Linked DNA regions of Mus musculus: regions 1, 2, 3, 4, 6 and 7 are each linked to region 5. A link is a contact called in public ChIA-PET and HiChIP or PLAC-seq data. All regions are on one chromosome and are shown on one strand. Each heading gives the region's core, a stretch centred on a gene start, on an enhancer-like site or on the middle of the called end of the contact. The rest is flanking DNA. Distances are from core to core; before and after follow the strand shown. Region 1 holds the start of Uqcc2 (ubiquinol-cytochrome c reductase complex assembly factor 2). Region 2 holds the start of Ggnbp1 (gametogenetin binding protein 1). Region 3 holds the start of Mettl26 (methyltransferase like 26). Region 4 holds the start of Itpr3 (inositol 1,4,5-triphosphate receptor 3). Region 5 holds the start of Dusp1 (dual specificity phosphatase 1). Region 6 holds the start of Pigq (phosphatidylinositol glycan anchor biosynthesis, class Q). Region 7 holds the start of Lmf1 (lipase maturation factor 1).

Region 1 (3,741 bases), core at 857-3,356, 630 kb after region 5:
ACTCCAGCCCGAGGACTGCCTGCCTCTGTCAGCAGGGCCTGGGACTGCACATACACAGACGCTTCGGACCAAGGACTGTGAGTGAGGAGCGGGTGTCCACACAGGGCACAGTCTGCCCTCTCACCTCACCACTGCCCCAGAAACTTCCTCTACATCTGGAGACGCTCTTGTGTACCAAGAACCACATTAGACAGGGTGTGAGAGTCAGAGTGGGGGCTTCATCTCTGTTCGCAGGAAGCTCATACTGGAAATTAGGGAGCACAGCCCTAGAAAGCCCACAGGGTTTGCCTTGTGATCCGTAAGGTATGGGTCAGTGAAGACCTCCAGCGCAACGTGGGGACCCTGGGCCTGACCTGCCATCCATGTGACAATCAGCAGTGCAGGCATGAGGTGGCCACTGATGGAGCGTCTCACTCCTGAGGCAGGCTGGTTTAGCTGGTTCCTGCTTTGGCAGGTCGTGGTCCATCTCACGGGTCATCCATCTGGCCACCTACCTGTGCTGGGCATCACACTCCTCACCTCTGACCTCTTACCTAAGCCCTGTGCTCAAATAACCTCCTGCCTACTTGACATTCCACTTGGGAGTTTAAAGCCTCCAACGTCAAATGTGCGATGCACTTCCCACACCCCACCTGCTCCATCTAAGTCTTTCCCGTTTCAGCAACCAGCTGCTCAAGCCAAAAAAAGAAAAGGGGAAATCTGGGAGCTGTCCTTGGTTCCTCTCCTTCACCCCACATCCAGGACACCCGCGCTGCTGATGTGACCCGCACATTATGGTCTGCTTTCTGTTACTTCTGTCTCCTGTGCCACTACCATTATCCAAACCACCACCGGCATCTCTCTCTTCCGGTGCTACCACGGCAGGCTCTCTGCAGCTCCTTGTTCCCCAATGCCAGAGCACCAGAGGAACCTTTGAAAATCAGGGCACGTCAGTCCCCTGACTAAATGTCCCCGGTGGCTTCTCCCTTGCTTCCTGGTAAGATCTGACCCCTAGTGCAGGTGGCTGGGCAGTTAAAAAGAACCTAGGTTTGATTCCTAGTACCCACATGGTGGCTCACAACCACTTCTAACTTCAGTTCCAGGGGATCCAATGCCCTCCTCTGGCCCCAGTGGGCACTGCATTAACAGGGTACAGAGACATATCTGTTGGTAAAAAAAAAAAAAAAAAAATCTGTATTGTGCCTGGCTCCTGCCTTCCTTCAGCTTCAAATCTTAGCTGTAGACATGCCACTCACTACCCGTAGGCTTGCTTTCTTTTCTGTAATATGTCAGTTTGGTTTCCTCTGAAGTGCCTGGCCACCCTTCCCGAAGTGCAGTCAGTGTTCACTGTCTCCCTGCCTCGAGACCGACCTATGTGTAACTTCCTCAGGCAAGCCTCAGGAACCCGACTAATGTTACATTTACCACGATCAGAGTACTCATTGGAACTGTCTTATGAGTCTATTTGTTCCTCGTGTCCTGAATAAGAATCCAAAGGCAAAAGGAGAAAGACCTCATCTAATTCACTGCGATTTCCCTGGAAACTAACCTAGTTCTATGCATGCACATGGCCGTGCTTGGTAAGGTAACCTAAACCTGAGTGGGGCGAGAAGGTCTACTACTCACACAAGGGACCTGTGTGGGAGACTCAGTTTCACAGTGACGGAAGGCAGTGAGGCTTAGCTGGAGGTGTCTGGGGATAGGCTGGGCTCGCAGACACATTAACGATGGTAAGGAAGAAACAACCCCGCCTTACAATTTGACTCTTTAGTGGCATCTGGACCTCAGGGCCGCTTCACTGACTACTACACTGTGCAGACAAGGAAGGAAACTGCGCAGAAGGCGTCGCACTCCGCAGCTAACTGCAAGATGGGTACCTCGCGCACGTGCAGCCTGGCAGCGGCCGACGCATGCGCAGATCCCCCACCCTTGCCGCCCATCGCTTCGACGTGCCCACCCTCCTCCCCTCCGGTCACCTGGGTGTTCTCTCCCTCCCGGAAGGCCTGCGCTACCCGCTGCCGCAGGTAAGCGCCCAAGTCCCGGCCCCGTTTGGTCTCGTCCACTGGCCATTCCTCACAGAGCTTAAGGAAACGCCGGTAGCGGAGAGCGGCCATCTTGGGCCCCGCTTGCCCCGCCCCTGGGGGGGAGTAGTCAAGACCGCAGAGGGCGCGTGCGCACTAAGGCGCACTGGCCTTCCCCGTGGACATGCGCAGTTCTACCAACGGCCCACACCCCTCCAGGCAGCGGCGCTGCTCACCTTTGAGAGCGAGGTCTGAGCTCTTCAGCTTCTTGGTTCTGGTACTCGCCCAGCTCCCAGGGGCAAAGCTAACGCGGTGTACCCTGGGGAAAGCTTTGCTCTTCGTTTTCAATGACTTCACAAGCTCGAGACTGAAAAAGCTTCCCCCGAGACCTCTGCTGTTTTGCATAAACGAAACATTTGCATGTAAATACAGGTTGTTATTGGATGGATATGTGTTTGATCTTAACGTCCGTCGTGTACACATACACACACACACACACACACACCGTCCGTCGTGTACACACACACACACACACACACACACACACACACACACACACACACACACACACAGCTGCCCCACTCACACTCATCACCCTGTACTTATCTCTACCACATGGACCTCTGATAGAGTTCTTTAGCTACATCTCCAGCCTCCCGGTCACATTGCTCACCACATGGAGCGGTTTCTTATGAAGAACCAAAAACATTGTTGCAGCCTGGAAATCTTTAAAACAATTTTTTTATAGTGTGTTTTCTTTATTCTAATATGTATGAGTGTTTACCTGCACCATGTACATGTGTCAGTTCTGGGGACCGAACCTGATTCTCTGTAAGAGCAATAAATGCTCTTAATAACTAATTTCTCTAGCTCTAAGAATGAGTGTTTTTATTATGGCAAAATTTAACATAATATATATATCACATGGGTATCATATGTGTGTGTGTGTGTGTGTGTGTGTGTGTGTGATTTTTCTTTTGAGAAAGAAGGTTTCTCTGTGCAGCCCCAGGTGTCCTGGAACTCACTCTGTAAATTAGTGCTCAATGAATGAATGAATGAACAAAGCCACATTCCAAACTAGGTCTGTCAGACCCTAATGTCTCTCAACATTCACAACCTAGGGAGCAATTCCTGGGGTGGGGGTGGGGCAGCTCACGGGACTGTCTGTCTGGCCAGCCCTTGCAGTGTAGCCGGTAGAGGAAGGGAGACCACAGAAGGAGGCAGTGGGCACGAACTTTCCCTGGCACCCTGGCACCTTTCTCAACCTCTTACCACACTTGTACCTCAGGTGGAAGGGAGAACCATTTGCTGCCATCAAGTTACTCCCCCTACAGCCCAAGACAGGGCAAGGGGTCTCGCCACCCCTGACTCCCAAGTTGGCTGTGGCCAGGCGAGTGCTCTTTAAAGCCATACCTGGGTGGGCCCTTGTGGCTTCCAGCCCACCCGGGGCCCTCAATGCCTGGAAGTAGGGAGTAAATGAACCTCAGGAAAGCCACCCAGCTTCATGGCTAACACAGCTAAGGTGAGGCTGTGTTGGGGCTTGGAACATAATGGGGTGATCAGGGAAATTTTCTAGGGGCATGCCTACCAAGCGCCTCACCTTGGCATGGCACTCCAGCCAAGGTTCCCTTTCCTTACCTCGGGAACTGTGGAGAGTGTTCCCTGTTTAAACCACCCACTGATCTGCTCAGATTAAACCCCTCCCTCCGCCTCCTTCCCACCTCCGCCCAAGACCTGCCTC
Region 2 (3,691 bases), core at 187-2,686, 520 kb after region 5:
CCTGGTACCTTGTAATCCCAGGCCAGCAGGGCCAGGGGACGCTGACTTCATCCACATCTCTCTCTCTCAAAATAATAATAGTAATAATAACACCACCCTGGAGGCTTACTGTTAGAGAGCAGGAAGAGTCTCAGAAAAGCCCTCCACAGCCAGTGCTGCCCTGGCCCACCTGGCCCCCATCCAAGTCGCCTTGACTTCCCATTATGTCCACTGGCTGGGCCCAGGATGCATGTTCCTCACAACCGACCACTAGGCTGTACCTAGAATCATTCTGGGGGAGGACTGTCCGTGTCCTGGTACAGCAGGGAGTATCAACCGTATAATTTCTGTCTCTGTTCATGACCTTGACCCTCCCCTCCTTCCACATAAAAGTCCAGGGCCACCAGAACCGGGCAGGAAGGGGCGCTTCTGATGTATAGCCAGAGGCCCTGTGTGAACCATGCCTGCAGCTTCCCTTTCAGAACCTCCCAGGGAAGCCACATCAAGGCCTCCCTCCTCACCGGGTTGCCGATGGAGGTTTCTGCCCCACCCTGGGCCAGAATTGCCCAGGATTAGGACGGTGGGATTTGGCACTGGCTGCCCGTGTACCTGAATGACTCTGCTCCAGATGTGGGATGGCTCAGCCGTGCAAAGACGAAGACCCCGAAGGGCTTGCTGGCTGCTTCCAGGGGCCAAGGTTTCAGGCCTGACTGGCAGGAACTGGTATCAGTGGATTCATGGTGCTGGATGCCGCCTCGGGTTGCCTCTTGGCCCAGGAAACCTCGCGACTTTGTGACCATAGAGGAGGTCCCAGCTCCCGGCAATGACCAGCTCCCTCTAGAGGAAGTTCTCGGTGGCCGCCGGATGCAGGCGCTCAGGGAGGCTGCTGCTTAGGGGAAGGTCCTCGGCCGGGCTTGGAAGCAGCTACAGCCTCCCCTGCCTGCCCTGTCCCAGCCAAGGGGAAAAGCGTTCTGTTTTCTGCCTTTCCTGTCTCTGATTCCCGGGCCTCCTCTTCCATCTTCTCCCTCTAGTGAAAAGCAAACCACAGACAACAACAAAAACCAGGATGAGCTGACCTGCAGTCCCAGCGTTCAAGAGGCTGAAGCAGGAGGATCATGAAATAGAGGCCAGCCTGTGCTACTAACACCCTAAAAGAGAGGAGGAGGAGGGGGAAGGGGAGGAAGAAGAGGAGGAGGAGGGGCAGCTCAGAATTTGTGCTGTCCTAGATCCCTGCAGCCTGGCAGCTGCAGGGACTGATCTCAAACCCAGAGTAAACAGGAGTTTATGGATAGACAGGAGCATATGATGTCCTGTTCTCAGCGTGTGCACCCTCCTCCCCCCCCCCCCCGGCCGCCCTATCTGCCTTCAGCCAGGCTTCCACAGCCTGTGGGTGCTGTTGTGTTATGTCTCACCATCCCTCAATCTCCAGCCTTCCTCTGAGACCTGCTGAGCTGGACCCTGGCTAGCTCCCTCTACCCCTCTACCCGCTTTCCTTCCAGTAGACCCCCCCCCACCAGCCTCCAGTTATAGCCTCCCCCCACCCCCACCTCCTCTTTGCCTTCTAGAACTTCTGGAAGTTTCCAACTGGAGGTTTCTGCTAGCAGTTGGTCCTGGGCTGGCTGCCATGGCTTCTCCCTGAGTCGGGGTCCCACTCAGGATGGCAGCCCCGGCGCGGACCCCTCGGTCACGGATCTTAGGCTGCTCCTCCATGCTGCGCTTTCTCCGAAACCTGGTGGGGAGTAAGGGCGGTTCTAAGAGCACTAACAAGCCCCTGACCAGGAGCCAGCCCAGCTCCTCATGGGAGCAAGATGTTGTCTCCCCAATGATGGGCCACCAGGGAGGTCGTGGGAGGAAGGAGCCCCGGGCCAAGGTCCACTCTGCAGCTTCCTCTAATGGGAAGAGGGAGCCCCCGCCCAGGGTTCTCTCTGCAGCTCCCTCCAACCCGAGGCATGATGCCTTTGAGCTGGGCACTGGGGACTCAGGGTCCCAGACCCTCACCTCCAAGGATGTCCCGAAGCTAAGGGCCCAGGGTGTTGAGGTAACATCAGTTCCTCTCAGAGGAACCTGGGAGGTTCTGGAGCAGCTACCTGAGAAGAAAGGAGAGGAGGAGGAGCCAGTAGGGGAGGTCTCCGGGGCCTCAGACAGGTGAGGGGCTGGTGCTGCTGGTGCTAGGGCTGGTGGGGTAGCCTGATCTAGCTAGAACAGAAGGAGGATGCAGGCATGAGGGCCATGACTAGAAGCCCACAGCTGTAATGGGCTGGGGTAAGGGGTCCTGAATAGTGAAAGCCATGAGGGACAGTTAAGGGTCCCAAGGGAGGGAGGGTCAGCAAACAGGGCTGTGTGAGGAGTGGCTGGGAACTGAGGTGTGGCTTCAGAGTGGAGTACCGCCTGCCTAGCACGGTCCAGGCCTGGGTTTAGTCCCCAGCACAACAAAACACATTGGTGGCACACATCTTTCATCCCAGCACTCAGGAGGCAGAGGCAGGCAGATCTCTGCATTTGAGGCCAGCCTGGTCTACAGCTAGGGCCACACCGAGGGGTATCTTGTCTTGAAAAAACAAAGAACAACCAAAGAAAATATCCTAGAGGCTAGGAAGGGTGCACTAGAGTCTGGACAGAAGTACGCTGAAGTAGGCTCTGCTCCAGCCTGTACCCCTACTTTCCTGCCTGGCTTTCTCTCCCACTGGTCTTAGCAGCAGTTCCCTGTCTGGAAGGTGCCTAGCTCCCCACATCCTATGTCCCCCAGAGGTGGTAGGGAAACCCCTCTGTTAGCTATCCCAGGGAACAGAGCAGGTCCGTGGAGAGACTCAAGGTAGAGTCAGGCCACATTTGTGGGTGTCCCCTGACCCCACCTGACTGTGGCTTTGGGTTTAGGGAGCATTTTGGCCAGGCCCTGGAGACAGAACAAGGATGCTTACAGTGGGTTCCGGGACCACTGGCGCTCACCCCTGGGGCCTTCATCAAGGAGGAAGAGGATGAACACTGCCCAATTGAGTTTGGTAAGGATGCAGGTGGGAGGGGCAGAGGGGAGGGGAGCAGAAATGGATGCCTCTCCTCTAAGACTTCTGGGGGTGGGGGTGGGGCAGGAGCCCAGCAGGGCATGAGGCAGAATCTGAGGTTGGAACCCCACTTGCTCCACGCCGTGTCATGTGACAGAGGAGCATTGCTGGGTATCTCTGCCTACTCTCCTCACCCATAAAATGGACATGGGCAACAAGGGCCTCTGAGGCATCTAAAGATCAGTGAGGTATCAAGGGCTAGATGAAGGCTGAGCACACAGTAGGGCCTGGTACACAGTAGGCACCGTGCTGCGACTCATTCTAATCCCAGCACTTAAAGGGGCCCAAGAGAACTGAGTTCAAGCCTAGCCCAGCTTCTTCAAGGTGCTGTGCTGCAGGATATTTGATCACACCATGAACCCCAAGATTGTTTTATTTACTGAGCTTTAAAAAAACCTGGTTCTGGTTGTGGTGTGACTCAGTTGTAGCACACATCTTTAATCCCTCTGGCTGGGATACAGACAACACCTTAGTACATACCTTTACTCCCTCTGAGTGCAATACAGACATATCCTCAGCACAGGCCTTTACTCCCAAACAGTGAAGGTAAAGTGAGTTTGTAGAAGGAAGCAGCCATGTTTGAAAGTGATGTCTCATTGAGTGGCAGACAAAGTGATGAATCAGAGAAAGATTTGACAGAATGGGATCTGCCC
Region 3 (3,344 bases), core at 168-2,667, 630 kb before region 5:
CTCCTCTGCCCAAAATCCCACGAATAATCTATGGGAAAAGCAAGCCAGGTATGCAGAGGCTGAGGCTGTAAAAGGGAGAGTCTGACTCAGGTCCAGTCAAGGTCACTACCAATGTCAGACATCCATAACCATCTGTCAGGGGCTGCTCAGAGTGGGTGAGGGGTTGGACTTCAGGACTTTCCCCGAGTCTGGACTGATAACTTTTCAGAGGCATTTCTAGAGTGGCCACCCTATATCTCATCCTTGGGCCATGTCACTCACATAGTTTAACAGTTTGACTACACTCACACCCCTGGTCACTCCGGCTGAATAGACACCTCAAACACAGCCCCAAGCAGGAGCCATGTTTAACCCTGAGCTCCATGATGTAGTATGGGGCAGAGTAGCCCACGCAACCTTTGAACTAACTGTTGGCAATCAAGCGTGAACGTCTCGGACATTTTCTAAAATCCAGCCCCTGTGAGAAATGAACCACTTCAAACCACACAAAGGTGAGAATCAGAGAAGTACCCTTGTCCGTGCACTTGTCGCTTCGAATTTCATTTCAATAGTCACTGACCGCCTCCTGCTATCTATCCGTGGACCTCGAGCTAATGCCAGCCGTCTCAGCGTCACACAAAGCTCATCTGAGCCCAAAGTGTCCCAGACCCGAGGATTCCTGCATCTGGGTTCCCCAAGCTCCATTCTGTTACCGCCCATGCCCACAAGGCTTGGCTTGTTGAACCTCAGGACCTGAGCGCGACCTCAGGCTTCCAAGAGATCGCGACCGCTATGGTTTCCATGGCGCAGAACCAAATCCTGTCTATAAATCTCACGGTACCCACATTTTCTCCTTTCCCTTGGACGACAGCAACAACACTTTGGGATCTGGTGGGATATGTTGTTCTGCAAACGCTTGCCAATAGAGAAACGGAGCGCAACAGAAAAGACACAGGCATAATGCTGTTACATTAACATGCTTGCGTCACAATTCGTATGCCCTACGGACTGCAGTCTCGCTCAACAGCGCCGCTGGTGTAGTGGTATCATGCAAGATTCCCATTCTTGCGACCCGGGTTCGATTCCCGGGCGGCGCATGTTCTTTTTATTTTCCCGTTCATCTCTGAAAAGGAAGGATGCCTTGCAATCTTAAACACCATTCCAAAAAAGGTGAGGCGCAAACGCAACAAATGAGCTTTTAAACAAATACAGCTGAAAGACTCCAGGAAACCATAGCCTCTACTCGAGCCTTGTTCCTTGTCCGAAGTCACCGCTAAATCCCGGCCGCCGGAATCAGTTTCCCGCAGATGCAAACCCTTTTAGGAGTTGAGAGGCCTCCTAACAGTTATACTGTTGCAAGCGGCTGGCCCTTTCGACCACAACTCCCGTAGTGCCCCGCGCAGGAGCTGGACCACAGCTCCCGTGGTGCCCCGCGCGCATTCTGGCTGGGGCTGGCCGCACCGCTGCGATGATGATGGCTGCGGCTGCTGAGAGAAACAAGGAGCCCATCCTGTCCGTACTCCGCCAGTATGTGGATCCTGCCCAGCGCTGTGTTCGCGTGCTCGAGGTGGCCTCGGGCTCTGGACAGCACGCGGCACACTTTGCACAGGCCTTCCCGAATGCCGAGTGGCAGCCGTCGGACGTGGACCAACGCTGCCTGGACAGGTGCGGCGGCGCGGTGTCTTTCCCTTGCGGCCGCTTGGGGCTGAGTGAACGGCGGGGCTGGCAGACCGGAAATCAGGACAGGCCTAGGTTTGGGTGCCAGACTGAGGTAGTAGAAGCAATGGGCTGTAGGGTCGACAAAGATACCCGCTTGCTGCTCCTCAGGACTTTCCCCCCACACCCCGATCACTGAGGGGCCTCGTCAGCCCTTGCCCATGCGCTGCTGCTCTCCACAGCATTGCCGCCACCACCCGAGCCCAAGGGTTGTCCAATGTGAAGGCTCCGCTGTACCTGGACGTGACCTGGGAGTGGGAGCAATGGGGCGGCATCCCACCCCGATCGCTGGACCTGTTGCTCTGCATCAATATGATCCACATCAGCCCCCTGAACTGCACAGAGGTGGGGACCACTGTGGAGCCCAGCTTTCACGTTGCAAAGAGGAAAGCATGAGTCTCCAGCTCCCGGCTTACTGTGCCCTACTTGCCTTCCTCTGCAGGGGCTCTTTAGAGCAGCAGGACACCTGCTCAAAACCAAGGCTGTGCTGATCACCTACGGGGTGAGTGACCCTACCTTAAGACACCCCTATCAGCCTTGGGTGTTTCCCCACTCTTGAAGCCCAGGGCCCGGGACCTAGCTAGCCCTTTTCCTTCTTGAGTGCAGAAAAAAGTTATTCTTTCTATACTCCTATGGAAAGAACTCCATCCTATCCTGCAAACTAGCTGTGTGGGAACGACTGACTTTGGGCCTATGTATTGTGTCTTGTTCTCACAGCCCTATGCCGTCAATGGGAAGATCTCTCCCCAGAGCAACGTGGACTTTGACCTGACCCTCAGATGCAGGTCAGATCTGGCTAGGAGGTAGCTTGGCTCAGAGAGAGGGTAGGCGGGATCATAACCTCAACTCTGCAAATGCCTTCTACCTTCCTCCCCAACTGCAGGAACCCAGAGTGGGGGCTTCGTGACACAGTCCTTCTGGAGGAACTAGGCCAGGCCAGTGGCTTGGTCCTGGAGAGGATGGTAGGCAGGGCGATGTGGGGGTGGGGAGCCTCCCTGTGATTAAGAGTCACTCCAGCCTGGCATGGTGGCGCACGCCTGTAATCCCAGCACTTGGGAGGCAGAGTGAGTTCCAGGACAGCCAAGGCTACACAGAGAAACCCTGTCTCGAAAAAACCAAAAACAACAACAACAAAAAAAAAACCAAGTCACTCCAGCAAAGCGTTTTTCCAGGTGGACATGCCAGCCAACAACAAGTGCCTGATTTTTCGGAAAGAATAGCATCTCTGTCAAAAGTTGTCACGGTACAAGCTAGACCTCAGCCCCTCCCTCAGTCCTTGGGATAAATTAGCCCCTCCTGGTCTGGTGGCCACAGGGCTGTAGAGAACCTGTTCTGAAGGGGCCTTAAAATAAATCCTTTCCAGCCCACTGTGGGCTATCTATACCACATTGCTTGCTGGGAATACCTGGGAGAGGGCGAAAGGGGACCGGTCTGGGAGATGATTAGGGCTTGGGGTGGGTGTAGCTGAAGCAGGACTGAGCTGACTTTCTCCTATGTCCCTGGAGACAAGCTTGTATGTCTGTCTGAGGGCTCCCAAGAGTGAGTTGGTGCTACTTGGTGACCTCAACTAGGAACTGGAAGCTCCATCTACTGGAAGGATTCCAACTGAATAGATAGGGCTGGTGGGGGTGCGGTGGAGACAGTGCTGG
Region 4 (3,226 bases), core at 99-2,598, 550 kb after region 5:
CCATCAGACCTCCTGGAACTGGAGTTACAGACAGTTGTGAGTTGCCATGTGGGTGGTGGGAATTGAACTTGGATCCTCTGGAAGTGTAGGCAATGCTCTTAACCACTCAGCCATCTCTCCAGCCCATTCTTACATTTATTTGAGGCAGACTCTCACGTGCCCTAGGTAAACCTCGAACTTACTATGCGACCTTTAACTCCCAGTCCTCCTGCCTCTACTTCCCCATTAAAGGCTTGGCTAACCACTACCACCAGTTCTAAGGGTCTTGGTAAAAATCCCCTGCACTCAAGAACTCTCGGTGCAGGTCAGCAGCTGTCTCACGGCTGGCGGCTGTCTCCACCCCTCCTGGGTCTCTTCCTGCTTCTGTCTCCAGTCCCCTCCTCCTTTTCTCCCAGGGACAAACGCCCCCATCCCCGCCCCTCAGGAAATAAGGGGGGCTGGGTGGGAGGGAGCAAACGTGACCAAAGGGGGTGGTGGTGGCGCATTCTTATCTCAGGAGTTCAAACCAAAGCTCTAGGAGGAAGCAAACGCCCAGCCTCCGTGGCGCAGAACAGAAAGTAGTCAACTTGGCGATGAGTTTGAGGGCTGAACTTTGTGAGCAAGGGCCCGCTACGAGAACTTGTTTCAGTGGGCGCTGGGGTGCACTATTAACTAGAGGAGGTAATGCTCTCCCCCTCCCAGTATTATTTATTTATTTTAAAGCAAAGACAGAAGGAGCCAAGAGAAACTGGAGCCAATTCCTCCTGGAGAGGGAGCGGCTGAACTGATTCGGAAGTTGGATCTCTTTGTACACAGGAATGTGGGGAGAAAGAGAGTGAGAGAGAGAAACCCCAACAAGGACAATTAAAAAACAAAAAACAAAAAAAAACCCAAACCCACCCCATTGCTTCATTTCCCCTCCAAGTCAAAGCACTTTCTATTGTGCAATGAAAAGACTTTTCATGTTGAGAGAAATGAATCCTGATTTGCAACGCTAAGGGCTTGAGCGCGCATCCAGGCGCAAGACGGTTCTCAGCTGGGCGCGGTTGCCGCAGGGTGACCGTGGCCAAGTTCCCGGTGTGCTCAGCCACGCGTGGGCCGCAGGCTAGGCGAGCTGGGGATCTCCGAGGGTGGAGAGCCCCGAAGTGCAGCGCGGTGCTGGTGGACAAGCCGTCTAGAGAACGCCCTAGAGCCTGGGGGTCGTCCGGTGGCAAGCTGGGCGCTTTAGGGGGTGCAGGCGTGCACGCGCGCGGTGTAGAAGAGGCCGAGCCTGGGGCGCGGGTGCACGTGGGAGCCGCGGCGGGGGCGGGGTGGGGTGTGGCCTCCCCGCCTCCCAGGCGGGATTTGCATGTGTGTGGCGGCCCCAGACTTCCTGCTCCTTCCAGGCTGCAGGTACGCGCGGGCCCGGCCGGGCTGGAGGGCTGCGAGCGCGCAGAGACGCAGGCACCTCCTCACCCGGACCCGGGTCGCGCCGCGCCTCCTCGCTCTCTGGTGGCAGTCAGCCTACTCCTGCCGTCCCGATCGTCCGGGTCGCCGGGCTGCGAGGTGGCACTGCGCCCCTCTCCGCCCAGCGCGCCTCAGTCCTCTGCACCGAGCCTGGCAGCTCGCTTCAGGGCGACCTCGTCGCCTCGAGCCCCGGAGGGCCGAAGCCATGAATGAAATGTCCAGCTTTCTTCACATCGGGGACATTGTGTCCCTGTACGCCGAGGGCTCTGTCAATGGCTTCATCAGCACTTTGGGGTGAGTGAGCCTAGGGCAAAGAGAGGGGCATCGGGACCACGGTACCAGCTGCTTGTTTGCCAATGTTCAGTCCCCTGAGCCCTTGATAGAGGCTTGCTTGGACAGCCCAGTCTCCAGAAGCGAAGGGACGCTGGCACCCCTCTCTTAGAGAAAGGAAGTGCGTTGTTTGCTCAGGTAGTAGTCGGGTGCCCTGGGGAGTTCTAGAAGGCGTCAGCGCCCACGAAGCCCGCCACTTCTGGCACACTCTTTTTCTTAACTCATGGCTGAGGGGTTCGGACTTCCTCTGCAAGTGGTCCTCGGGTTATGCAGGTGGCTGGGGCCTGAGTTGGAGAGGGCCTGGGTGTTCTTGTTTGGGATTCGGGGTGGGGTGCTAGGGTTGGCTCAGCCTGAAGCCTGGCACTCACCTCTATAGCCCCATCTTGAATCGGTTTATTTAATTATTTAATTAATCATTTAATTTATTTATTTGGAGAGGTAGCATCTTTTCACTCTCCTTGTGCCCCATCTCCTCTTCAGAGTGTTTTCTTTACCCTCCCTGTCCAGGCAGTCCAGGTCTTGGCCAGCTGGCCCCCCTCTCACCGCCACCCCCTCCTTGTCAATTTCCTGTGTAGCTACTCTGGCGCCCCTGGGTCCCTGGTCCCAGGTTCTCTAGAGCACTTTACAAACATTAATTAATTCTGGCTGTCACCCCCCGGGGTCTGGGCTGGATAAGCAGGGAATTGATTCCATCCCATGCTGGTGCCAGGCCGGTAGCTGGGAGAGGTTAGAATCCCAGTATCTTTTTGGATAGACCCTGAGCACCTCGTTGCTGCAGGGATGGAGGAAGCGCACAAGCCCGGATCTGGTCTTTCTGTCCCATTTTCGGGCAGGTGGGGTGGTAGTGGCTAATGTTCTGGTATCTCACGTTGTCAGCACCATCCAGCTGCTGGCAGGGTGACTCCTCTCTGGGGGCTTTGGAAGTGTGTCAGGAATTCTTTCAAAGTTAGCCCTGCAGGTGGGAGGCTCCTGGCTCCCTTGCTCTCTCCTCTTGGTGGTTGAAATTCAATGTGCTGTAGGGAGGAGAAACCTCCAGGGCCTCTCTGCCTGAGGAGGCTGAGATGGGAGTTCCAGCATCCCTCTCTTCTCCAAGCATCCTCCAGGCTCTCCTACACACCTCCCGGGTCAGATGGAAATTTCTACACACACATCTCCCCATCAGATTTCTCTTCTGAAGTTGCCCAGAGTTGAGGCGTGGAGCCTCGTCTGGGCCAGCATCTTTGCAGGCCTGGCTCAGAGCCCTGCCAGGCAGGGCCCTTCTTGGGGAGCTACAGGGGAACTGCGCAGTCAGCACTAAACATGCTGTCTTGGGATGGGGTGTGTGTTGGGGAGGGAGTGGCAAAGCCAAAGGTGGGAGCCCAGACTCCCCCCAACTCTGCAGATTCTCAGAAGTAGTCACATTTTGTTGATGTGTCTGGCTCAGGGCTGAACACAGGGTAGATGCTATTTAATCACCTTGAGGATTGACAGA
Region 5 (3,668 bases), core at 767-3,266:
ACTCAAACTGCAGCAGCTGGCCCATGAAGCTGAAGTTCGGGGAGATGATACTCCGCCTCTGCTTCACAAACTCAAAGGCCTCGTCCAGCTTTACCCGGTTAGTCCTCATGAGGTAAGCAAGGCAGATGGTGGCTGACCGGGAGATGCCGGCCTGGCAATGAACAAACACTCTCCCTCCAGCATCCTTGATGGAGTCTGGAAAATAAAGTTATGGGTTACTCAAAAACTCAGAACAGCTGAGCCCAGATCAAGGATGGCTAAGAAATGTCTTGTGTCCTGTCCAGAAATGGCCAGGGTCTGCCTCTTGCAGTCATGCAGACCCTATGTGTATACTATGCAAAGGATAGCAGGGGATTTAAACCCGGACTGGGTATCTACACTTATAATCCTGGACAAGACAGTCAGTTCAACTGAGTCTCAGTGAGGAGGAAGGCTTGGGTGAGGATCATTTAAGCTGCCACCCAAAAGACTGGGCTCAGTGGCTACAGTAGGGACAGAAGCAGAGGTTCCAGATAGTTATTCCATTTACCTATGAAGTCAATAGCCTCGTTGAACCAGGAGCTGATGTCTGCCTTGTGGTTGTCCTCCACAGGGATGCTCTTGTACTGGTAGTGACCCTCAAAGTGGTTAGGACAATTGGCTGAGACGTTGATCAAGGCGGTGATGCCCAAGGCGTCAAGCATATCCTTCCGAGAAGCGTGATAGGCACTGCCCAGGTACAGGAAGGACAGGATCTCCACTGGGCCCCCCTGAAGTCAAAAAAACAGTCCAGCATTCGTCAAGCTCGTCCAGCGTGAGCACCAGTACCCATGCCCACAAAAACTCCCCGCTGAAAACGGGAGTTTCTGAAACTGGTGACCTCAGCACTGCTGTTGACATATTAAAATATTCGTAAAGAATCAAGCCCATTGGCCTGGACAGAGCCAACAAGCTCTTCCGTGCCAGCAACTGGGAGACTCAGCTCCATCCAATTGCTTCATGATGGACTAAAGATCCTCGTGTCCCCGCTAGTATAAATAAAGCTGCAGCCGCTTTCTATATCCTCCTGGCACAATCCTCCTAGACCTCTGCCAGCTCTGCCACCTCCCTGCCCTGCATGGACCCGGACTCCTACTAACCTGATCGTAGAGAGGGGTACTACAGGAGCTGCATCCGGATTCTGCACTGTCAGGCACACTAGTACTCAGGGGGAGGCTGAGCCCCGTGGGGGTGGACTGTTTGCTGCACAGCTCAGGGCAGGAAGCCGAAAACGCTTCATATCCTCCTGAGAATACAAAGGTACATATTTTCTCATTAGCACCACCGACACAGTACCTGGAGACAAGCCACTCACCCACCAGGGGCTGCGAGTTTACAAGGAAGGCTTAAGGAAGTCTTTGTTATGGGAGTGAAACAAAGCCACTGACAAGCCCCTGGAGACTGGACGCCGGCGCCCCCATACTCCAGGTGGGACGCCCCTTCCCTAGCTGATGGCATAAGTCCTGCCAGAGCTAGAGCGTACCTTGGAGAAAGAAGACTTGAGTGGAGCGCGCCTCTCGGCAGAGCGCGCCCGCGGCCAGGGCCAGGGTGCCGTCGCGCTTGGCGCCGTCCAGGGAGGCGCTGCGCTCGTCCAGCAGCACCACGGCGTGGTAGGCTCCGGCCAGCAGGCGGCCACGCAGTTCAGCGTTGGGCACGATATGCTCCAGGCCCATGGCGCCCTTGGCGCGGCGCCGCACGATGGTGCTGAAGCGCACGTTCACTGAGCCCGCGATGTGGCCGGCGTTGAAAGCGAAGAAGGAGCGACAATCCAACAACAGGCACTGCGCGGCGCCCTCTCGCAGCAGCGCGCGCAGCCCCCCGGCGTCCAGGATGCCCACCTCCATCACCATGGCCAGCCCCAGCGACCCCAGCGTGCCCGTTCTGCGGTTCTCCAGAAAAAGTCGGTCGATCTTGTGCGGTGTCCTGTGGCCCTAAGTCCCCAAGTGCTCGCTGCTCCTAATCTGGCTTCACCGCGCTTTCCTCCCGCCAGTCCTTCACTGCGCGCTCGTCCGACGGAGCGCGGTTTTATGTAGCCTCTCGGGGGCGGTCCCGGGCGCGGCACAGAAGCGGGGGGTGGGGTGGGGGTGGGGGAGAACGGTTTGTTTGTTTGAATGGCAGACACGTGACCGGGCGGTGACGTCACCCGCCCTACCGAGCTTGGCGCCGCCAAAGCCAAAAGCAAAGACGTCATCGGCCTAGGAGCCTCTCGGCTCTGAGCGCTGGCTCGCAGCCCGGCCCCCACCCTCCTGTCCTCTGGGCTCGCAGGCAGGACGGCGCGCTGCCAGCCCGGGTGGCCAGGACGCGCGGCCTGAGGACACCTGCCCTGCTCCCCTCCGCGGGTCTCCGCCGAACGAGCGGGGCCACTCCTGGTATCACGTTCTCAGCTGGCCCGGCTCTGGCTGCTGGAGTGGTGGGCGTGGCGAGCTGAGCGGGAAAGGGGAGTGGGTAGTGAGAGATGACTAATTCGGTCTATAGCCCTCTGGCTATACCGAGGACAAATGGCGAGAGTTGAGACGTCCTTCTTGAATGTCACTTTAAAAGTTTTACGCTGAACAAGGGAATGCTTCCAGTTAGTTCCCACCCCCCACCCCGGAGTGTTATCTTTACCGCGGTGGTCCCTAGAGGACTTACTTGGAGCAAAGGGAGGAGGGTTGCAAGATCTTTGGAGCCCAGGTTTAACATTGGGGTTGGGGGGGTGGGGTGGGGGAGACTTGGGTAGAGCTCCACAGCGCCGCCTAGGGACGGCCCAGAACATTGTCGTCGCGTGGCATCAAGAGGATGCTGCTAGCCGCTGCTCCTCTGTCCCCCAACACAACTTTCTTTTGTTTTGTTTTGTTTGTTTCAGAGAGGATCTTGCTGTGTAGCTCTGGCTAGTCTTGAACTCATAGAGATCCTCCTGTCCCTGACTTACTAAGGATTAAAGGCATCTGCCCTCGTGCCTTTCATCTCCACTGAACAGAAGCTGAGCACACCAAGGACTCAGGGCCAAGAGCCTTGAATCCGCCACTCTGTGGGACAAACTGTACTCATCACACCTGGGAAGACCGAAATGGTGTGTGTGTGTGTGTCCTTCCACAAAACTCCATGACTACAGGGTAGGCAGTGAGTCCGCCGCAACACCACGGAGTTGGATACACAAACATAAACATTGCACCACTCTGAAGGGGTGCCGAGTCAGGAACATTCTGCGGTTTCTTCCTCTTTGCAAGGGGAGGTGTCTTACTACCATGTGTCTTTGCCCAGCAACGTCCGCTTTGGCCTCTCTTAGCTCTTGCGCTCTGCCTAGATTCTTCTGTAAATTCAGAATACGTTATTTTTAAAGGGCGTTTTTACATTCCTTTGAGCATTGATCCTAAAAGAACAGCAAAGAAATCTTCAGATAACACCACCCTCCCTACATCTCAGAAGAGCGACAGAAAGAAAAAAATTATTTGTTTATTCTACTTATTCAGCTGAGGACCTCAACATATTTTTTGCATTGAATCATAAAATGTTACAGCTGCTGCCTTTTCAAACTGCATACCAACTTCAAATTTTCCTTTTATTTTTGTTTTTGCAAGGCCATTCATTATACCCTTCTCTACCCAAACTTTTCAAAAAGACCTTTTTATATGAGTACAGTGGCATGGTTGGGCACTGAAGTCAGAGGT
Region 6 (3,569 bases), core at 215-2,714, 570 kb before region 5:
CCCTTGATCTAATTATAAACAGATGTTTCAAAGGTTGGTTTGGAGTCTGCTCACAACTCGTGAATCCACTGTGCTATATACACACTGTGTCTATGCACATCCTCCTTGTGGAGTATGCTTCATTTACAGTTTACCTTAAAGCAAAAAAGCTCGGGTCAAAGGAAAGAAGGTGCAAGGCAGAGAGAGGTTGGAGCTCTGATCTGTGGGGTACTGAGAGAACTCAAGTTGAGGCAAATCCCCACCCTCACTCCCATCTCAGCCTCCGGATGCACTGAAGTGTAAGAAGGAGTGTGCTTACACTGGGCTGCTGGGATCCCAGCAGCAGAAAATGATGATGAAAGAGCAGGCGATCGATACAAGAGGTGAGAGGCTGGAGCGAGAAGGCAAAAACCTGGGATGCGTGAAGGCCTTTAAAGATGCTGATTAAAAGAACAGCCCAAGCCTGGAAAAGCTACCTTTGCTAAGAAGGAGTCAGTTCCCTCCCCGACAGCCCATTCCCAGGAGGGTTAAATAAGAGGCCCCAGGAAGTCTCTTCACAGAACTCCAAGTCAGACTTCAGCAGCAGAGCTACTGCTTACTTCCCCTGCAAGGAACAGGCTTGAGGGATGGCCAGCCCAGTTAAGAGAGACCTGGGACACATCATAGCTGAAACATTACTTTGTGAATCTTTGAGAGGGTTCATATTTACCCCACGTTCAAACAACAACAACAACAACAAAACCACTTTTCTGACTAGGGATGTAGTCAGTTGGTATGGAGCCTACCTAGCCTGCACCAGACCCTGTGTTGAGTCCCCAGAACCTCATAGACCAGTAGTAGCAGTGCATATCTGTAATCAGGAGGTGGCCAAAGGACAATCAAAAATTCAAGGTCATCCTTTGCTACACTAGGATTTTGAGGCCAACCTAGCCTAAAAGAGAACCTGCACAGAAACACATTTTCCGCCTCTGTAAATGCTTTCCTTTTTCATTTCAAAAGGAGGGGGTAATCTGTTTCTGATCTTTACTGGAGTGGATAAATATGAGCCTCTCAGCCAGTGCCCCAGGAATCTTCCAGCCAGTTCCCGGCCTGGAGGGGAGGAGGGGCCTCTCGGTGCCCTCAAGTTCCGGAGAGCAGGCCCAGACCCACAACGGGTGCCGCTGAGCCTGGAGGTCAGCTGCGTGGGTGGCCGCCTCTCCCTCTATCCCGGCCTCAGGTTTCCCATCTCAGAGTCTTTAGGACCAAGAGGCCTGCGCTACCTCGGGATTTCCTCCTCTTCCTCTCCCGGCCCCGCCACCCGCTAGTGCTCACCAGCTGGTCCCCGGGGCCGCGTCCCCGAGCGGTAGGGAAGGAACTGGGTTGGGCACTGCGTTCGGCGGGCCCGGGAGGACGACCGTGCTTGCGGCTCCCAGGCCCGCCGCGGGACATCAGCACCATTTCCGCCGGCTCCGCGGCGTTGTCGCGCGACGGTCCGGTCCCCAAACATGCCCGGGCTGTCCATCGCCTGAGCCCGAGAGTTCCGCGCGCGCGGCTCCTGTCATCAAAGCTACCCTCGCTGTAAATATCCTGAAAGGTCCGGTGGATCCAGCCTTTGAGGACCATGGTAGCCGCTTTGTTCTTACCGCCTGGCCTCCTAAACCCAGGCCCTTCCATCTGTTTCTATCCATTGCGAGTAGGGTGCATGCAGACCCGTGTGGGCCGCATAGTCTGAAAGCAATACCCCTAACAACGCAGTAACTAGTGTTTATTGAGCATCTACTTACAAGCAAAGTTTCTTTCATTGTCCATTAATCCCCCACAACATAATGAACAGGGCATATTGATTTAGCCTGCAGGAGTGACATGTGTGTTGACCTCAACGTCCAGATGACAGGCTGGGTGCCACCCCACACCCTAAAGGAGCAAAAGCAAGGAGCTTTTTCTTGCTTCTTCCCACATGAAGAACATGGGTGAGACCAGATTCTCAATGAGTAAGCTCTTCAAACACACACACACACACACACACACACACACACACACACACACACCCCTCCCCTTCCAGATCTCATCTGTAACATGGGAGGAAAGGCTACTGTTTTCCTGTCTTGAATGGAAGGGTATGAAAGAACCTGTGCTACCCAGAACCGTCCCAGCACCCCACCTAAGTGCTCAAAAGTGGTTTGGACCTGGATTGAAGGGAAAACTGAAGGTATCTTTCAAAACAGGGAGTGTCCAGTAGAGGACCTGCCCTTGCTATGTGCCCTACCAGGACACATGTTGGCCTTACCCCTCTGATTTGCCTACTCCTTACCTCTCTGTTGGGCCCAGAGTGCTGTTGGAGGCTCAAGAATGGGAATATTTTTGAAGCTGGGGGGAACACTAAGGGACCACACCCTTCCCCTAAACTGCCCAACCCAGCCTAGCCACACCCTCCCTGCCTGCCTGCCTGCCTGCCTCTGATTAGGATGTAGGGGTTGGACACCTGGCAGGAGATCTTGCCTAGCTATCTGCTGGCAGACAGCCTCAGCACCCAGGATCTATAGCTTCAAGTGTTGCCTCAAAGCTCAGGCCTCCCGAGACCCAAGCTAGCAGAGCCAGGGACTGAGTGGCCCTTGGGTTTTAGGGGCATGAAAACCTATGAGCATACTTAATAGGGAAGTGGAGATGGCCCAGTTTAGAACCTCATCAAGAAATGGTGATTCATGGTTTCTGTGTAGACAGGGGCACTTGCCAAGAGGAAATCACAAAGCCAGCTAAGACCAGGTATCAGGAAGACGGCTCAGCAGGCCCCAAGGAGCCTACCAACCTTCCATGATAGTACAAAGGACTCAGGCCCGGCCAGTCCTAGCAAGGGGCAATTTCCCCCAGAGCCTACCCCTCAGGCCATCTCCCCCAGATACTGGTACAACTTGATGCAGTTGTCCCCTGCATCTGCCACCACTAGTTGGCCCTGGGGTGCACAGGCCATACCCAAGGGCCTCTTTAGTCCCTCCAACTGCAAACAGATGGGTGGCCCAACCCGGGGAAACAAAGTCACTTGGTGCCTCTGCTCATCAGCCACAATAATGCTACCCTCTGCATCAGAGCACACACCTGCTGGGTGGCCAAAGTTATGCCCAGTCAGGGTTCCTAGGGAGCCCAGAGGCTGGTGGGCACTGCCAAACAGCTGTACATCCCCAAACTCTTCACTCACAGCAAAGCCCCCATCAGGCCCTGGACCTACCCAACAAGGGCCCTCCAGACCTAGCATGGAGGTTGGAGCAAGGGGCTCCCAGGTTGGTCCTAACATGAAGCTGTGAACAGTTCCAGGCAAGTAGTCTGTCACCAGGAAGTGTCCAAGAGCATCCACAGCCAGCCCTCGGGGGGACAGGAATGTGCCTACAGTCACCCAGCGGCCCTGGGGTTCCCGGGAAGTGTACTGGAGAGCATACACAGCCCCGTGAATGAGGTCACTGACCACCACAAGCCCTGCAGCTGTCACCGCCACATCCTCTGGGACAAAGGCTCCAGTTCTAGGAATGCAGCAGGGTAGTTGACAAATGGAGCGTCCCTCAAGATCCAGCACATGGACACAGGATGCAACACCAGCCGTCAAGAAGAGCAGACCATCT
Region 7 (3,651 bases), core at 455-2,954, 930 kb before region 5:
GCAGGGAGGACAATGTTACCACTGCAAGGGGAAGCTGAGGACAAAGGGCTCTTTGTGAGGATGGTCCCCACCTGAGCCACAGCACCCAGGGTCACACCTGATGGCAGAGCGGTCCTTCCTCTCCTTCTATTCCCTGCATAGCTCTGGCTTCCAGAAATAATTTGAGGAAGTTGTGCCGACTAAAGCTGCCCCCCCCAAAGGTCTCTGCTGGCCCATCCCATGCCTGGCATATGCCAGTGAGGAGAGGCAGGGCTAAGGGTTCCTACTGAAAGATCTGGATGCAGGATACACAGTTCCTTCAGTCTCTAAATTCTTGAGACCTTGGGCAGATGCTGGCCTGTAGGAAGCCTGGCAGGTGGGAAGTATTTGTATTACCTATCACAACATCTGTAATGGGGCATACTCTCAGCTGGGCTCCCAAGGGAGTGCTTCTGAAGAAAAAGAAAAGGAAACTTAAAAAAAAAATACCCAAAGCACGTTGTAGGCTGTATTTCTATGCTAGCACTCTAGTATCAGGAAGCCTGGAGGCCGGGAAGAGTCCCAGCAACAGCACACCAGTCCTTACCCACAAAAGGCTCACTGCTGGTGTAGAGGTATAAATATTAATGGGTTGTTTAACCATGCAAGCATTGGTCATTTATATGTCAAAGCAGCAATCACAAAAAGGAGATGCTAAGGATAAGTTGCAAAAAAAAAAAAAAAAAAAAACCAACCAGTGATAATTCAGAAAGGCACAAGATCTTTAATACATAGAAAGCTCTGAAAGATGGATGGAAAAAAACCCTTGTTCCAGAGAGCCCTGTAGTTGGCATTATAACCACTCTGGCTGTTGATGCCATGTTTAACCATGCAGCATTGGTAACTTATATGTCAAAGCAGCAATCACAAAAAGGAGATGCTAAGGATAAGTTGTTAAAAAACAAACAAACAAACAAACAAACAACAACCAGTGACCCTCCTTTTCTCTGCTGCAGAACGCCTTTCTAGTATCATTTGTGGGCAGTGCTGGAGTGGCACCTAACACGAAAAAGCAGAATTGCTATCAGGCAAGTGGCATGTAATACCAGCATCGAGGGAGGCAGCTCATGAGGACAATTTCTTTGCTGTCATTCTGGGCTTTATAGCTCAAGGCCAGTCTGAGCTATTAAATATAAAGTCAAATATAAAAGCAGCATTTAAGGTGTGTCTCCTTGGGATTCTGCGCATGCTACTGGTGGGTAAATCTGAGTCCTTGATGGTCCAGTGGCCCCATAAATAGCTTGAACACGGTCCTAGATCTTCATAGAGGTGCCACCTGTATACTGAGGTCTCTGGGGACCACAGACAAGGAGATTTAGGAAGAAGAGAAAGCAGGAGGTTCCAGGGCAAATTTCAGGTTTCTTCCTGTCAGTTGTCCTATAGTATAATCTGCGCCTTCCTGGGCAGCGGGCAGCAGAGGAATACAGGATGAAAACCCTGCTCTGCCACGGCCACAGGCCTGGCCTTCCCTGCACATTCGCACCCAGGACACGGCCTGCCGTCACTAGCTCCTTCCCCTGTCGCTTCACTCTCTGCAAATACTGAAGCCACCACGGAGACGCCCACCGCTAGGAGAGACCGCCCAGAGAGGGCGTGGCGCGTGGGCCTTGGCTGCAAGAGGTCCGCGTGTCATCCAGGGGAGCTTGTGTGGCTTTCGGGCTTGTGGGCGTGGCCTCCGCGCGCACCGCCCTTTGTGCTCATGCGCCCAGACAGCCTAGTAATGGCTGCGCCCGAGGGGTCGCTGAGAAAACGGAAGGTCGGGGGTGCGGAGCACAGTCCAGCGTCGCAACCTTCTCTGGCTAGAGATCCCGCAGATTCTCCAGCTCGGCTGCACACGGGCACCTTCTGGCTGACTAGAATCGTGCTCCTGCGGGCCCTCGCTTTCATTTACTGTGAGTGTCCGGTGGGAGCGGGCTGTTGCCGGCATCCTGTGACCTGGTCCCAAACCCTAATTGCTTCCGGACTCCCGTTTGTCCCTCTATAGGCTTCAAGGATCCTGCACTAAAACCATTCTGCCCTTCTGTGAGCTTCCGGACCCCGCCTTCTCACCTCCCACTCAGTGGCTGCTTAAACTTTATGTCAGGTCCCTCCTCGGCGTGTTCCTGGGACCCCACCCCAACCCCTGCCTCTCCACAGCCCCACTTAGCACGTGTAAGAGGCGAAGGCAGTCCCCATGCACTCCCTCTGCCTGCACCCTGGGAATGGCGAGACGATGCTAATTCTATTCCTGTTCCGAAGCCCTAGGGGAGATGACGGTCTTTAGCCTGCAACTTAGACCTAGCCTCGCCCCTTTTGCCTTCTCTCAGTGGGTCCCCCACTGGACCCAAAGGTTGTGCAACAGCTCCAACCTGACCTGCTTGGAAGGGCACCCGGCAGAGGGCCCAAGGATCTAGCCAGATTTCACTGGTAGGCAAGAAGTGAGGTTCAACCAGGTCAGCTCTGGAAGGACTCCAAGGTTCTGCTTAGGCTCTGCAGACCTTTACAGTCCACTGCAGCATCCCATACCTACCTGAGCCTAAAGAGTCTTAGCCTCCTTCACTTCAGGAAAAGCGGAATCAAAGGTACTGGCAGGCAGGCAGGCTGGTGTCCCCCATACACACCGCTTTTTGGTTTTGGTTTTTGTTGTTGTTGGTTTGGTTACTGTTTGTTTGTTTTTTAAAACAGGGTTGCTCTGCATAGTCCTGGCTGCCCTGGAACTTGTTCTGTAGACCAGGCTGGTCTTGAACTCCTCACAGAGATCTGCCTGCCTCTGCCTCCAGAGTGCTGGGATTAAAGGTGTGGACCACTACACTGGGCACTGATGTCCCCTCAGCTCCTGGCCTGTTATTGCTACCCACAGTAGTGGGCCAGGAGATGTCATATAGAACCAGTTCCAAACAACTCACTATAGTGACACCTGAACCCCCAGCTGAGGCTGAGCGCCTGTCTACTCACACTGGGCCTGCCCTGCCTGTGGCCATGAGACGGAGCTCAGGCTTAAAACCTGTGGACATCTGTCTGGTGGGAGTAACTGTGGGTTCCAAATCCTCACCCTAATTCCTAATACCTAGGGGGTGGCCCAGTGACTATGTGGACACTGGTGGCCATGGCCCAGCCTTTTAGTAAGGAAGGCAAAACTGAGTGCTAAGTAAGCCCCAGGGCCCAGGACATGCCAGGCTCGTGCATGGTGTACCTTCGGCATCTTTCAGAAGAGTCATCTTAGACTTTGGGCTGTGTCCATGTGGCTCTCATGTGGAGAGTCAGGCTCATGTGCATTTTTGTGTGACGGACTGGCTACTTCCGGGTGCATTGGAGAACTGGAGTTCTTAACCAAACGGTCCCGTGTGTTTGCCTGCCTGAGTTTCCACTTATTCTCTCTAAAGCGGGTGGAAAAAACTATCTAGGCTTGTGCTGTTTTATCCCATGCAATACTAAGGAATTCTGGGAACGTTGGTACTGACACACTCAGAGCAAGATGAAGGGAATCTACAGGAGGGATAGAATTGGAAGGTACAGTGGCACCTGGTGGCTTTGTGCTGAAGACACTTGGCAGATAGGCTCTTGGGCTCTCGGGTGGGCAATGTCACCTTTGGTCAGTATAGGATCTAGCATTTCAGCTTGACACAAAAGGCTGTGAGCTCAGGCCGGGTGTGG

The links. ChIA-PET counts read pairs in DNA pulled down with a chosen protein or histone mark. HiChIP or PLAC-seq counts read pairs in DNA pulled down with a chosen protein or histone mark.
Region 1: a contact with region 5 is called in an RNA polymerase II ChIA-PET map of memory CD8 T cells, with 14 read pairs. The contact joins the promoter of Uqcc2 here to the promoter of Dusp1 in region 5. A contact is called at or near these places in 2 of 39 promoter capture datasets (hippocampal neurons and pre-B cells) and 2 of 115 datasets of contacts at active chromatin or transcription factors (memory CD8 T cells and pancreatic cancer cells).
Region 2: a contact with region 5 is called in an HNF4G HiChIP or PLAC-seq map of pancreatic cancer cells. The contact joins the promoter of Ggnbp1 here to the promoter of Dusp1 in region 5. A contact is called at or near these places in 4 of 39 promoter capture datasets (the HPC-7 cell line, hematopoietic stem and progenitor cells, hippocampal neurons and 1 more) and 6 of 115 datasets of contacts at active chromatin or transcription factors (double positive thymocytes, embryonic stem cells, memory CD8 T cells and 2 more).
Region 3: a contact with region 5 is called in an RNA polymerase II ChIA-PET map of memory CD8 T cells, with 23 read pairs. The contact joins the promoter of Mettl26 here to the promoter of Dusp1 in region 5. A contact is called at or near these places in 4 of 39 promoter capture datasets (fetal liver, liver, neural stem cells and 1 more) and 2 of 115 datasets of contacts at active chromatin or transcription factors (memory CD8 T cells and pancreatic cancer cells).
Region 4: a contact with region 5 is called in an RNA polymerase II ChIA-PET map of memory CD8 T cells, with 12 read pairs. The contact joins the promoter of Itpr3 here to the promoter of Dusp1 in region 5. A contact is called at or near these places in 1 of 39 promoter capture datasets (pre-B cells) and 5 of 115 datasets of contacts at active chromatin or transcription factors (embryonic stem cells, memory CD8 T cells, microglia and 1 more).
Region 6: a contact with region 5 is called in an RNA polymerase II ChIA-PET map of memory CD8 T cells, with 7 read pairs. The contact joins the promoter of Pigq here to the promoter of Dusp1 in region 5. A contact is called at or near these places in 2 of 115 datasets of contacts at active chromatin or transcription factors (memory CD8 T cells and pancreatic cancer cells).
Region 7: a contact with region 5 is called in a FOXA1 HiChIP or PLAC-seq map of pancreatic cancer cells. The contact joins the promoter of Lmf1 here to the promoter of Dusp1 in region 5.

Annotation. Positions count from the first base shown.
Region 1 is chr17:27,131,785-27,135,525 of GRCm38.p6, forward strand. It overlaps Uqcc2 (ubiquinol-cytochrome c reductase complex assembly factor 2), which reads right to left and starts at 2,107. Exons shown (of 4, transcript NM_026063.2): 1 at 1,956-2,107. The coding sequence starts at 2,093.
Region 2 is chr17:27,027,823-27,031,513 of GRCm38.p6, forward strand. It overlaps Ggnbp1 (gametogenetin binding protein 1), which reads left to right and starts at 1,437. Exons shown (of 6, transcript NM_027544.2): 1 at 1,437-2,124; 2 at 2,854-2,978. The coding sequence starts at 1,637. It overlaps Bak1 (BCL2-antagonist/killer 1), which reads right to left and starts at 805. Exons shown (of 6, transcript NM_007523.3): 1 at 589-805.
Region 3 is chr17:25,874,083-25,877,426 of GRCm38.p6, forward strand. It overlaps Mettl26 (methyltransferase like 26), which reads left to right and starts at 1,418. Exons shown (of 6, transcript NM_026686.2): 1 at 1,418-1,644; 2 at 1,878-2,040; 3 at 2,138-2,197; 4 at 2,413-2,480; 5 at 2,579-2,657; 6 at 2,868-3,081. The coding sequence starts at 1,448. The coding sequence ends at 2,915. It overlaps n-TGccc7 (a tRNA gene), which reads left to right and starts at 1,006; the gene lies at 1,006-1,076.
Region 4 is chr17:27,055,956-27,059,181 of GRCm38.p6, forward strand. It overlaps Itpr3 (inositol 1,4,5-triphosphate receptor 3), which reads left to right and starts at 1,349. Exons shown (of 58, transcript NM_080553.3): 1 at 1,349-1,719. The coding sequence starts at 1,631.
Region 5 is chr17:26,506,456-26,510,123 of GRCm38.p6, forward strand. It overlaps Dusp1 (dual specificity phosphatase 1), which reads right to left and starts at 2,017. Exons shown (of 4, transcript NM_013642.3): 1 at 1,502-2,017; 2 at 1,119-1,264; 3 at 530-749; 4 at 1-195. The coding sequence starts at 1,868.
Region 6 is chr17:25,940,525-25,944,093 of GRCm38.p6, forward strand. It overlaps Pigq (phosphatidylinositol glycan anchor biosynthesis, class Q), which reads right to left and starts at 1,465. Exons shown (of 11, transcript NM_011822.4): 1 at 1,291-1,465. Nhlrc4 (NHL repeat containing 4) reads right to left here. Exons shown (of 2, transcript NM_001039038.2): 2 at 1,709-3,569. The coding sequence starts at 3,247. The coding sequence ends at 2,837.
Region 7 is chr17:25,577,470-25,581,120 of GRCm38.p6, forward strand. Lmf1 (lipase maturation factor 1) reads left to right here and starts at 1,705. Exons shown (of 11, transcript NM_029624.4): 1 at 1,705-1,910. The coding sequence starts at 1,718.